2 separate regions of the Drosophila melanogaster genome follow, and region 2 is linked to region 1. The links are chromatin contacts, called in public Hi-C maps. All regions are on one chromosome and are shown on one strand. The core of a region is the stretch at or near the end of the contact, and the rest is flanking DNA. Distances in the headings are between cores, read along the strand shown.

Evidence for each region. Hi-C and Micro-C count contacts between places; a contact is called where the count stands out from the background.
Region 2: a Hi-C map of the Kc167 cell line shows a contact between it and region 1, with 1.5 times the contacts expected there. The contact joins two enhancer-like sites. A contact is called at or near these places in 3 of 107 Hi-C or Micro-C datasets (the Kc167 cell line and larval brain).

What each region holds. Positions count from the first base shown.
Region 1 is chr3R:13,237,555-13,244,048 of dm6, forward strand. Ace (Acetylcholine esterase) reads right to left here. Exons shown (of 10, transcript NM_001275601.1): 4 at 6,032-6,494; 5 at 5,665-5,872; 6 at 503-645. Among named protein-coding and RNA genes, the nearest start is that of Ace, 18 kb to the right of the region's middle. Within about 2 kb of position 2,382, at least 17 of the 39 cell types and tissues checked have an H3K27ac peak or open chromatin away from gene starts, as enhancers often do. A contact at or near this core is called in the Kc167 cell line, where this site is marked.
Region 2 is chr3R:13,747,967-13,754,460 of dm6, forward strand. kmr (kramer) reads left to right here. Exons shown (of 16, transcript NM_142053.2): 5 at 1,400-2,480. Among named protein-coding and RNA genes, the nearest start is that of CG9312, 15 kb to the right of the region's middle. Within about 2 kb of position 3,580, at least 6 of the 39 cell types and tissues checked have an H3K27ac peak or open chromatin away from gene starts, as enhancers often do. A contact at or near this core is called in the Kc167 cell line, where this site is marked.

The DNA.
Region 1 (6,494 bases), core at 1,132-3,631:
CTTTTAAAAGCTCTACAGGATCCTGGCCCAGCTAATTCCGGATTTTGTCCGGACTTAACTGTCAAATGCATATCCAGTGCTGACGCAGAATGCCGCGAAATGAAATTAACCGGCGACAGGGCAGAGTAAATGAATAAAGCCACTAAATGCAATTCAATCAGCCAGCCGTCTCCGTTGACGTCGCATTTAACATGTTTAGCACATGCAGCGATGCTGCTGGTGACACGGAGCAGTTGCACGTTGCACTAATGCACTTCGGGGGATGTGTACTTTAAAAAATATTCGCAATATACATAAGTATAAATCAACAAAATTCTATAAGATACTACGGGGAATGTGATATTTTAATACATTATATATTATATTATAATATAATATTCCTAAGGCCTTGAAATGCGAATTGGTATGCATAATTTCAAAAATAAAATAAATTTTCTTCAGTGCATCTGTCTTTTGCAGTTGCTTATTCATCATAGAATGCCAGTGCGTATTTAATAATTACCTGGAAAATGATGGCCTCGCGTTCCGCTTGCGTTGCCTTGCCAAAAATATTGTTCATAATTTCCAGGTATTTGTCCCGTGGCAGGGCCGTGGCATCGTCCTTATCGAAGTAATCGATGAAATCGTACAGCAAGAAGTAAGTGCCTGCGAAATAGAAAAGGGAAATAAATGTTTAACCCATGCGAGGTCATGTCATAACAATGCTGGGTGAAAAGTGACGCGAAGAGGGATGCTGGCCAATCTGGAAAAACAATTACCACTACAGGCGGCGCTTCAAGATGCCGACTCACAATGGAGGGGCCGTGCCAAGGACACCGCGCTCAGCATTAACCCCAAGTCCTTAGACCCAGCAGCCGCACCAACAACAGGCGCAGCAGCAACACCTACGACATCAGCAGCAGCAGCAACAACAGCAGCAGCAATCATAACAGTTTCAGAAGCCGAGGAGTTGTAAGTGCAAAATAGAATAAACCAAAACTTGTGCCCACTACAAAAACAGAAGCATGAACTAAGAAAAAAGTCAAGTCGACTGCCATATACCCTATTCCTTAGAAGTCAGCCCGATAGAAGGGTTGGTTACTTCCCTAGCTCAGCAGAACGTGAATGAGGTATCGAATACCTTTTCTGCCAGACTATTACTACTAAAAAAACTAATATCGAATTAATAACAAGCGGAGTTTTGGGACACATCTCACACGATTTCTCATAATCAACAAACAATACCTCTCTCTCTCTCTTAAAACACGAGGTACAACAGGCAGGACGATAGAACAAAGCGGCTCGTCGTTGCCTTTTATTAACTTAATTTTTATGGCACTTGTTGTTGGCCCAGTTGTTGTTCTCTCCGGCTTTTGTCTTTGTCGCACACTTCAAATACGGGCCACACTAACGAACCATAATTGCTGCCTATGAGCGGCGACGGCAGCAACACAACAGCAACAGCAGCAGCAGCAACACTTGCGGCAGCAACATCAGGACACATAGTCGAGTATCTGTGTTTGTGTGGGACGAGGGCACGTGCAACCCATTCCCAATTTATCTTGCTGGCCCACTGTGTTTATGTTTGCTTCGATTCCATTAAGGTCAAAACCTTATGCAAAGCCAGGCACGAGGAGCTTTGACTTGAATTGCAAACAATATTGAACGAGCTGCCTGAAACGGTCGCTTACCAAAGTCGATAAGTATGCTTTCCACACGATGGGGGGGGGGGGGGGGGCCAGGAAATATATTTACATTAAAGAGGGGATGGATCGCTTAAGGGTTTTGAAATCGAATAATTTAATAGCGTCTGAATGGTGCATCTTATAGAGTTATGGGCGCACCATTTATACAGCACACAGATTTGGAAAAGTCATATAATCTGAATAAATTATTTTACTACACGCCGGAACGACCTTGCGCTTTTCAAATATTACTGTATGTCGGGCATACGCTTTTAATTAAATTGCCAACAACACACTCACTCTGTGGCCACAAATTTCTGTGCTGTTTTTTTGCGGAAAATCTCACTCACTCCCTCACACACATAAGCGAAATGTAAATACGGTTTTAATGAGTGTATAATTGAGTTAGCAGCAGCAACAACAACAACGCGGCCCAACTGATTCAGCGGAACGTTGGAAACGCTAGAGGCGAAATTCAGGACTCAGGACTACAACTACGGAGCCAGCGATAAGTTGGCCGTCTCGGAACGCGAAGCAATTAACGAGCAAACAAGCTGTCTTGCACACACACAAGCGAAGGAGGCACCACCACACATACACATACAAACACAAACAAGCACAGCAAGGAACGTACACATACTCACTCAGGATGGCATGCAATCGCAAGGCAGAGGACTTGCCACCAAAAGTGAATTATTTAAGCAGCGAAAAGATGACGTCTCGAGTTCATTGCATACTTTTGGGATGCACTTGAAAGCTTCTCTGCTCAGGGAAAATTGTTAATTCTCTTTAATCCATTTGATATTAAAGTACCTCATAATTTCAAGAGATTTTCAAGTCGTGGGATGTGAAATCAAGTTACTTGCGTACTCCACCTAAATATAAATAGCTTATTTTTGGCGTATATTTAATACATTTAAAAGTGCACTCCGTATCCATTTCTAAATACCAACTAATTTGCTAAAACCACATGCAGGTCAATTAGTTGAACTACACTAATATTTTATTTAGGATAACCATTAGCCAAACGCACACACTCCAACGCACTCAAATAAATATAAATATATATTTATATAATATGTTTATAGCATGTATGTATGTAAAAGGGACGAAGGACGAGCGAATTTGTCAAAAACAAACAGAATAGGATGCTTTCATGTACGCGGCTCATCGTAATGTATTTGAATTTGTATTCGTATTGTTGCAAATGCTAGATGACCTTGAACTCACAAACACCAGCACAAACACCAGAGCCAAACTCACATACGCACACACGCTCAGCTGAGTAACGGCACTTGTACCCATGGAAAATGGTGGCAGTTGCCTGGCGGCCATGCACGCACACCTACACCTTTTTGGCCAAGAGAAAAAAGAGAAAAGAGAACGGTGAGCGGTGAGAGAGCAGGAGCCAGGAGCAGAGAGAAAGCGGAAAGCAGCAGCTGTGAGCAATGAGTGAAAGTGAGCAGAAAAGCACACGTGTCTGCTGTGCTGGCTTATTCTGCTCCTGGCAAGACAGGAGCCGCAACAACAGCAACTAGCAGCCGCAACACCAAAAACACTAGCGCCAGTAGATGACTGGCCAACAGCAACAAGAAAATCGAAAGGAAAGCCAAAGCACGAACTGGCACAAAAGCACCGAGAATCTTCTTCAATCTCTTATACGAAAAACACAACCCAGCCCTCCCAAAAAGAACCTGCCACCCAACACCACCCACCCAAAACACCACCCAACGACATCCTGCGGTGGCGTCTCGCGAAATAATAAGAAAAGGAAAACGCAAACGGAAAATTTGTTACAAGTGCGCCACTTACACGGCCTGGCACGGAAAAGCTGGCAGCACAATGCACACAAAGAGTTACGCCCCAGATTGAGAGGAAAACAACAGGCAGTGAATGCGGATAAGGAAAGTGGGGAAAATTATGGGAGAATCAACAGCAGCATTTCGCAGAACGGCAGGTTCTCACCACACTTAACGGTGATTTATCTAATAAATGGTTGCATTTTCAATTTTATATTCTGATTAACTGTCTAGTTGAGTAGCTAGCTCTAGTAGCTGCAAATTTAAAACCGGGGCTTGGAACATTTAATGGGAAAATATTTAAGAGCAAATTATTCTTCCTTTCTCACGTTTTAAATACAGTTTGTATAAAATAATCGGATTAAAACTTTTGCGAACAAGAATTACTTGGATGGAAATAAATAAGAAATCAAATCCACAACGATAAAAATGAATGTATTTAATACTAATTTAATGCAAATGCATTTGCTTTTCCTGCCACATAAATAATTCAATTATATTTTAAACACATATTTCCTGCACAGTCATTTGTATACTGCTCTTTACACTTAATTCAGATTCATATAGGGTTTAATAAATTGAGTTTGGTTTCAATATGTAAACTTTAAATTGAAATGGACCCCAATCGTTAAAAGTTTTAATATTAATTTATGTCGGTTAAACATTTTTCTCGAAAGGTAATACGAAATGATTACAGCAGAACTTTAACTCAACTTTCATTACTAATAGTTTGCTGCCCCGCTTTAATAAAACCAGTCCCCTTTGTCACTCAATAATGCTGCGGCACGTGTGCCACTCACGCGTCCCGTTCCGCCCATCAAGTTGAGGGCTCGCTTTTTGCTTTCGCTTTTCCGCAGACCTCCTACCGCCACACTGACACCACCCACCACCCACCACCCACAGCCCATCGCCCACAACCCATCGACCACCGCCTCCCGCTGTCACCTGAGCGGAATATATATTTAAATAATTTATGATGCCGTCCCGCACAGCTGAGCGCCACATTCCAGTGCGTGTGTGTGTGTGTGTGTGTATAGTTAGTGTGTGCGTTCGGATGTTTTTCCTTTTTTCCCGGGGTCACCGCAATTCGCGTGGGCGAGTCTGGCAAGTTTCGGCGGCATTTTATATTTTTTTCTGTATTTTGACTCCGGCAATTCCGGTGCGTTGACACATGCCTCACTCGGCATTTAAAATGTAGCATAAGCATGTTCTACATCCTTAGTCCGCAGAATCCTTATTTTTAAGGGGTAAAGGAACAATATGTTTAAACTGTAGTGAAAATGAATCATAAACCTATTTAACCATCGAAATGTATCTCGTTTTACTTGCCCTAAGGACACGTAAGTATCTGTTAACTTAACTAAAAATACCTTGCTATATATACTCGTAAGCTGGCAATCCATTTACACTTGCCGCACTTGAAATTTAAAGTTCGCAAAATTCGCAATTTGTGTGCGAAGCCAAAAAAGGGGGAAAAAAACAAAAGGCTAAGCCGTAAAAGCCAACAATACAGGACACTATACAAAGTGCAGTTCTGCGACAGCCGAGTCAGGACTAAGCCGAGCACAATGTAACCACTACCAGTCGTACTCCTCGAAACCCAAAACGCAGAACCCGAAATCCGTAACCCAAAACCCACTAACCCCCTCGATTCGCCGCTCAGTGTCATGCAATAAACCATAAAAATTAAGCACTCGAGCCAACAGAAAGTACCGAATGCATTACGAGTGCTCGAAATGGGCTGAGGAAATTTTTGAAAAGCAGCCCGGCTAAGCCACCTTCCCGCCCATAAAACGATGAGAATAAAATGCATTTTGTCTGCCAGCCAGGCCACAACAAAAAGTGTATATAAATATATAACTATATATATATATACGTATAGTTGCACAAAAGTAATAAAATCTCAAATGGATGAAGAGCTCCGAGCTGCAGCGTAAAAGTTTTTCGGGGCGCAGAGGCAGGAAGCTGGGCTAAAAAGCTTGGCAAACAACATTGGCAATGGGTAGTACTTTGTTTCGGATAAAGTTTAGCGCTGACGTCAGCCACAGAGGATGCAACAATGGCGGCAAGGACGACCCAGAAAAAAAAACCAGGGGAGATAGGAAGGTGGATCACGGGATGGTCGTGATGAAGTCACTCGCAGGAGGATGAAATGAAGGAGGAGGAGGTACTGCACCGGGTCTTTAAGTAAGCACACTCACCCTCATCCCTGACATTTCCCATCAGGATGTCGTAGTCCTTCAGATCCGCCGTCTTCATCAGCGTCATGGGATCCGCCGGCAGGAACGCACCATCAATGGTGGGCGCCGAGGGAAAGCTGAGGATGCCCGAGTAGGAGTTCCACTGCTGCACCGATATGGTCTTGGCGTCCACGGAACGCATGCAGCTCATCACGTGAGCGGGATTGGTCTGAAATCAGGTGGGAATGCGAAAATGTTCCATTAGTAAAGAAAGTAGTATGCTGATGTGAGTGACGCGTTAAGGCAAAGGCTTTGTACTTGTGATAAGAGAATGCAATGTTAGTGAAATAAATATCCTGTGAACTTAATGATATTCTGTATAGCTTACCTTCAGCATAGATGCATTGCAGTTGCAGTCGTTGATCAGCGCCTTGCCGATCTCCACGGCCTTCTCGGAGGTCATGTGGCTCCAGGGGGCGTTCATAGTGCCCGACTGCATCATTCCGCGCTTGACCAGACCCCTCGTCACCGGCGACATGAGCTGGGCATTCACCGAACTGGATCCAGCCGACTCTCCGAACAGTGTCATCCACTCCGGATTTCCGCCGAAGGCATGAGCGTTGTCCTTCAGCCAGCGAATGGCGAGTGCCTGATCCCATAGGCCCACATTGCCGGGCGCCTCTTCCGCGAATTCCGACGGCATTTCCGGCGCCAGGTGCAAGAACCCAAAGGCTCCCACCCGATACTGGAAGGAGGCCACTATTACATTGCCCACGGCGGCCATGATATCCGCATTGTAGATGTCCAGGGTGGCCGATCCGGTCATGAAGCCACCGCCATAGATCCAGATC
Region 2 (6,494 bases), core at 2,330-4,829, 510 kb after region 1:
AGTCTGAAAATTAACACAGTTAATTTAGCTCAATTTTAGTTTTTTACTTAATATCTTAAAATACTTTTAAATCCATTTAAAGTCCTCATATTGCTTTGAAACTATTATTAGAAAAATAAGTGGGTTTGAGAGCACAACCAGTGAGTGCAATTCTCAAAGGCAGTCAAAAAGGCAAACCACAGCCCCAAGGCAGCCATGAGTTGCGATTCCGATTGCGATTGCGATTGTTGATGACCTGCCACTTGGCATTGCATCCTCCAGCTTTATGGGTGCTTCGCATAGTGGGAAGCTGGGAGCTGTGAGCTTCGAGCTCGGGGGCGTGGCACCGGCAAAGGTCAGCCCACCAAATCATCAGCGATGCCACTTGATGTTGTCTGATTGCCGCAAATCGGGGGAACTGCCAGTGCTTACAAAAAAAAAAAAAACCGGCGAAGGAGGAGGAAAACTGAAAAGGGGCATAGATGATGATGGTGTTTCATTTCCGACTCTCGTTCCCTGACCTAGTTGCAAAGTTTCGCTGGCTGAGGAGTCTTGCACCTTAGCACGTATCAGCTTTTCACTTTTATTTGCCCTTGCAGTTTCTGGTGCTCCAATCAGAGGTGGCCGGCTCCTGTAAAGATAACTCCTTCATCCTCACGCTCCGACGACTCCAGAAAGCCACACTCACAAAAGCAGCTGCTGTTTGTGCTGCTGCTGAAAGTGCCCCCATTGATGAACGATGGATGGAATGATGGTGTAGAACACCAGCTCCTCCAGAGTCTTTCTCGGAAACTTTCGGTTTCGAGCAGCTGCTGTCTCAAGTCCGCAACTCACAATTTAATTGGACTTTAGTATGTCAGTGGGTTGCTAAATTGCAGACGTTTCGGTGAAGGAAGAGGTTACACCCACTCCTAAATGCATGGCCACCAGTGCACCGACAATTTCCTTCGAATGCAACTCTATATGCACTCGCCGCCCCTTTGGGTTAGGTGGGTGGGGCAGCTGTTTAGTGGGTCAGGTCAGGCACAGCAAGTTAGCCGGGAAATGAGTCGCGTGCATGATTTATGGCCCCGGGTTCCTGGCCAAGAGACCAGCTGCGCCGCCTTCCAAGTTCCAAACAAGTTACGGGCCACGCCAATATTCCACACTTAAAAACTTGAAAATGTTTCCGAAAATAAGTCTATGGCATGGACCATTAAAGACGGTCATTAAACTTAAACTTAAAGTCTAAGGAAAATAGTATGCAAAAATGTAAATTGCAATTGAAATCTGAAATTTTGTAAAATCTTTTCATAACTGACTGCCTCTAGTTTTGACGAGTGCAAAAGTAGTTAAGAATTCACAAGCCCATTTACCCCGTTGCAATTACATAACCCTTTTCTAACATCTACCCGTTCTCCCCTTTTTCGCCCATTTGTAGGCCAGTGCCGCCGATCAACTAATCAATACCATGGACTTGCGTGCCCGCACAGCGGCGGCCATAGTGCGTCCCCATTCGGCGGATTTCTTGGAGTACGAGGCTCGTGCCGAGGCAGCTGCTGCCGCTGCGGCCGCGGCGGTGGCCCAAAGCCAGCAGGAGAGCGGCAGGGCGCCGAGGCCCAAGTCCAGCTTGGACATCAATCGCACACCGGACAGCTTCTACTACTCGGAGGCCAGCTATGCGGACAAGATGCGGAAGAGTGCGTTGTATCTGCAGAGCGGCGGAGCTGGTGCCGCACAGCCGCAGCAGCCGGGTAGCTATCGCACCACGGGGGCAGATTTCAATTCTGGGGTAAACACCATTGGCTATGAGAATCCCTACGAGCGGGCCTACAAGCGGCAGGAACTTCTGGCCGAGGCGCAGGGTGGTGGGGCCAGCAGCATGCCGCGGATGAGCCGATCCGCCAGTCAGGGACGTTCGGTGGCCTCCCAGCTGCAGTCGCCGCAGCAAGAAGATCTGCCGCCACTGAATGTTCACCCGGGCTCCATTTTCCCGCCGTCGATGTCCACCCAGGAGATCATTAGCAAGAACGAGCAGTTCCTGAGATCCGCTAGCGCCCGTTTGCCCAAAAGATCGGGAGGAATGGATGATGACTATTCGGCTGGCAATTCCACGACCACATCGCCCACGGGTGGAGCAGGTGCCTCCAACTCGCCGCAGCATAATCTGGATGGCGAACGGAAGCGGGAGGAGTCCATGAAGCGTCTGCTAGAGTGGAAACAGCGCATGTTGCAGTCACCTTTGACACGCAAGGGTATTCAACAGGGCGGCAGCAACATGTCCGCCATGTCCAAGTTGGGCAGCAATCCAAACATCTTGCTGGCATCCACTGCGGTGGCCAGTGGAGCACGCTATGCACCCCAGGCGGGTAAAACCGTATTGGTGGGCAATGGAAATGGCACTGCTCAGGGGGCTGGAAATCCACCATCAGCATCGGGCATCCAGCGATCGCGATCCGAGAGCCAGGCCAACGTGGGACCTGGGGGAGTGGTGTACAACAACTACTCCTCGGATGATGAGGGTGAGTCCTAGTCCGCGATGACTTCCATTACGTATTCCCCATTCTGCTTGGCTTCAACTCTGTCCCTTTGTAATACGTCTATATCTGTAACTCTCTCTTCTACGAATCTTAAACTACGTTTATGCGCAAGCAAAGTAATGAATTACATATATAAAGGTTTACATTGCTAACATTCATGAAAATGTTTATTAAAGCCTAATGCTTCATTCTTGTCTGCAATGTGCAAAGTCTTAAATTAAATTCGTTGGAACTTTAAACAACTTTATTGAAATATACGTTTAATTATGCAATTTAAAGCCAATTATCCTACGGCCATATTTATTTTGCATTAAAAATAATGCAATTGAAAAATAACAATTCTGTAGTTTTGGTGAATTATATTTGTTTAGCAGACTGCATTTTTTTTTGCATTTAATGCGCGCGCATAAACGTAGTATGTATCTCTATTTGCATCAGTATCGTATCGTATCCATAGCTGTATCTTTTTATTTATCAGTATCTGTAGCTGTTGCTAACCGTGCTGCCCTGTTCTGCGTACCTCACTTTGTTTTGTTTTTTATTTTATATTTATATTTATACTTTTAATTTTACTTGGCGACTTGGCTTTTGCTTTCAGTTAGTTGCATGTTTTATAGTCTTGACAACTTGAGATGTCTGCTTTTTCCATTACTTTTGTAGTCATCCCAGGTTACTTTGTTGCATTTGCATCTGCGTTGCCCTTCCGCTTAAGGACTTTAGAAATCTATAAATAAAGGACCTCATCTGGCCTTGACAGGCCACATTTTGGTCCAAACTCTGACCATTAACTATTTATAAGCCTTAACCATTTCAATGCTAATTTATAATGTTCAGACGCCAGACTAAACAATTAAAAGCTTCATGTAGTTAATACACGGTGTGTATTACAATTTTTTGTTGCCTTGTTTTATGTTTTAATAAATATGGTTAATTTGAATGTACGCAACAGAAAGCAATTTATGTCGAATATCGAAACCTTCCTGCCGTGCGCACACAAATACAAATACATATACATAGGCATGTACACAGAACTCCGCACCCACACAAAAGCAAAATTCAGAAGCAAATTGAAAAGTATCGAGTAATTAATTTAACAATGCTGCCAAAAAGTAGGCAACACATGAACCGAAATTCTGGCCAGTTTAAAATGGTTGGCCGAAAACTTAAATCAAAAGTACACACAAATTCTTCCATTTGCCTTTATCCGATGGAAAACGGAGTGTGTAAAACGAAAATCCAATATTTCTGTAGTCCATAAATCTATCTCTCCCTTTTGTTTTTTGGAAATCTCTATCTATCATGGGTTTAGTAAACATTTTTGGCGTAGTTTCGTATCGGATTTGTTTCATTCATATATACATATACATATATTACATATTCGTTTTTCCATCATGACAACCGGGTGCTTGGTATTTCCACTACTAAATGCCGCTGTAAATTTTGCACTAAAACCCAAAAACAATAAATAAGCAAAAACCAAATAAAACTCAAACTCAATCTGGGCTCATAGCGCAATCGACCACCCATTTGATTGATTTTAATTACATACATATGTACCAACCAGCAAGATATACAAATGTGTTTTATATATTTCTTCTTTTCCATACAAACATTTATAAATAATTCGTTGTGTATACGTTGAATTTGGTAACTCTTTAACAAAATATCTCAATTTGTAAATGCTGTAAATGTAAAACAATGATCGACAATGATCGATCGAAACTCGATAATCGCCATCAAATAATTAACAATATCGAAACGAAACGAATCGAATCGCAGCTGGGACTGTGGATGATGATAACTTGTATAGTGCAACGGCAGGAAGGTCATCATCGTCAAAAACAACAACTAAAGCAACGACATCACAGGCAATAGTGGCAACAACAACAGCAGCGTTAGCAATCACAAATCTTGGTAGTAGCAAAAATCTAGAGACACCCAACCAAACAGAAACAGAGGCGACACCATCATCGTCATCAACAGCGTCATCAACCAAAGCGAAATTCCAACTAAAGCCCATTTTGAAAGTGCACGAGGCCAGCAAAACCCGCATTATTCAGGTGCAACCCAAACATCTGGAAGAGCGGCCAAAGCTCAGATTGCAATTGCCCAAGGCGATGGGAAATGAGGAGGAGCAGAAGCAAGAGGATGAGGAGCAGGAGAATGTTGAGGCTGAGCCCGTACCCATTCTGCCAAAGAAAACGGCGCCCAAGTCGCCTCAGAATGCCAATTATGTGCCTGTGTACAACAATAAGCTGGTTAGCAACTACGAGAACATGGAGTTTGGCAAGCCAATCCCCGAAAGTAAAATCCCTCACAGCAATGCAGCCATTACCGATCCCGAGGAGACGCCCATGCTAATGCAACTAAAGCTGTTCAAGGAACAGCAGGACCAGCAGAAGCAACAACAGGAAAACGAAGAGGAGGACCTGACACCAACAGCGGAAAGTAAACCCATTCCAGGCGAGGAGGATATGGGGGCTCCAAAGGTTATAAAAGACCAGAAATTAGAATCGAACGAGGAGGAGCAGGAGCTGGAGGATGAGGATGACAGCACGGCTTGCGAGGAGTACACAGATGATGATATAGATGAAGCTCTGGCTCAAGATGATGAGGATGAAGCTGTCGTCGAGGCAGTAGAATCCCAGGAACTGGCTGAGGAGCGGGAACTGCAGCAGATATATGTTAACGAGCCCATCACACCCACGGACCAACAATTCGACGAGAGTCACTATCTGCCCATGACGCCCAAGAAAGTGGAACTGGGTCAGCCGGGTGTCCTGACCTTAGTTTCCGCGACGTACGCCGAGGAGGAGGAGGAGAATCACTATGTAGAGATGACAAAGGGCATACAGGACGAGGATTGTAGAAGCAACTACGAGATAATGTGTTTGGCTAGCACCAGTTCGAGTGCCTTCAAGGTGACCACCAAAACGGAGCCTGTCTACATGGAACTGGCAGGGGTAAAGGCATCATCCGCAGTGCCAGCCACCGAAGAGGCCCACTGCTCTTCGGGCCGTTCCACTTTAAAGAAGTGCAAGAAATCGGGCACTGAAACCCTGAAGAAGAAGACCAAGAAGCGACAGGGCAAGGACATGCCCGATATACTTAAGCCGGCCAAAAGTGCCCTGGCCTTGGCCAGCGATAGTTCGGATGCGGATGACGAGAGCAGCCGACAGCAGTTAGAGGCTAAGAAACTGCGCTCCAGGTCACGTTTCAGTTTATCGGACACATTTAGGCCAGCTTCTTACTACTTGGGAGCCTCAACGCCTCTCAACAATTATGCAGAGAGCTCGGATAGTGAGATATTGCCACCACCACCCATTCCCGCTTCACCACCGCCCATGGAGGAGCTGAAAACGGAGGAGATCTTCTCCTCCGAGCACTATGATACTGTGAAAAGAAAGGATAGCAATGGCAAAGTGAATCTATCGTACGAGCAATTGCCCAAGATGCATGCCAGCAATACGTCCCTGAATCTGCCGAAAGCTGTGCCCAGTCCTACTCTGAAAAGTAGTCGTCTCTCCTTGCCTGACCATTTCACCAAGGTGCGGATGACACCGCAGAGATTATTGGTTCCAGCCACACCGCCGCAGCAGCATCACGCCAGGACATTATCCGACTCCAACTATAGTTGCCAGCTGACCGATACAAGTTCCCGAACATCCTCGGATTTGGATCTATATCGCAGGAGGGGTCAACAGCAGAGGTGTACCAGCAATAATTCTCTGCCCTTAAGCAGTGAAAACGAGTCCGTGGAATTCCGCCAGAGATCGGACTCCGAATTGGATCGCCAGCGTTCGAGGAGACCACTTTCCCAAGAATCCATCAGTGAGATTGAGTCGTTGAGCGAACAGTTTGAGGAAACCCTAAGTAGTCATGAATTGGACACGTACCTGAGCCATTTGCATCTGTCCACCGGTCAGGCCACGCCCACCAGTCACCTGCTGAATGATGCAAATGCGGCAGCCGGAGCCGATATCCTGACCAATCTCA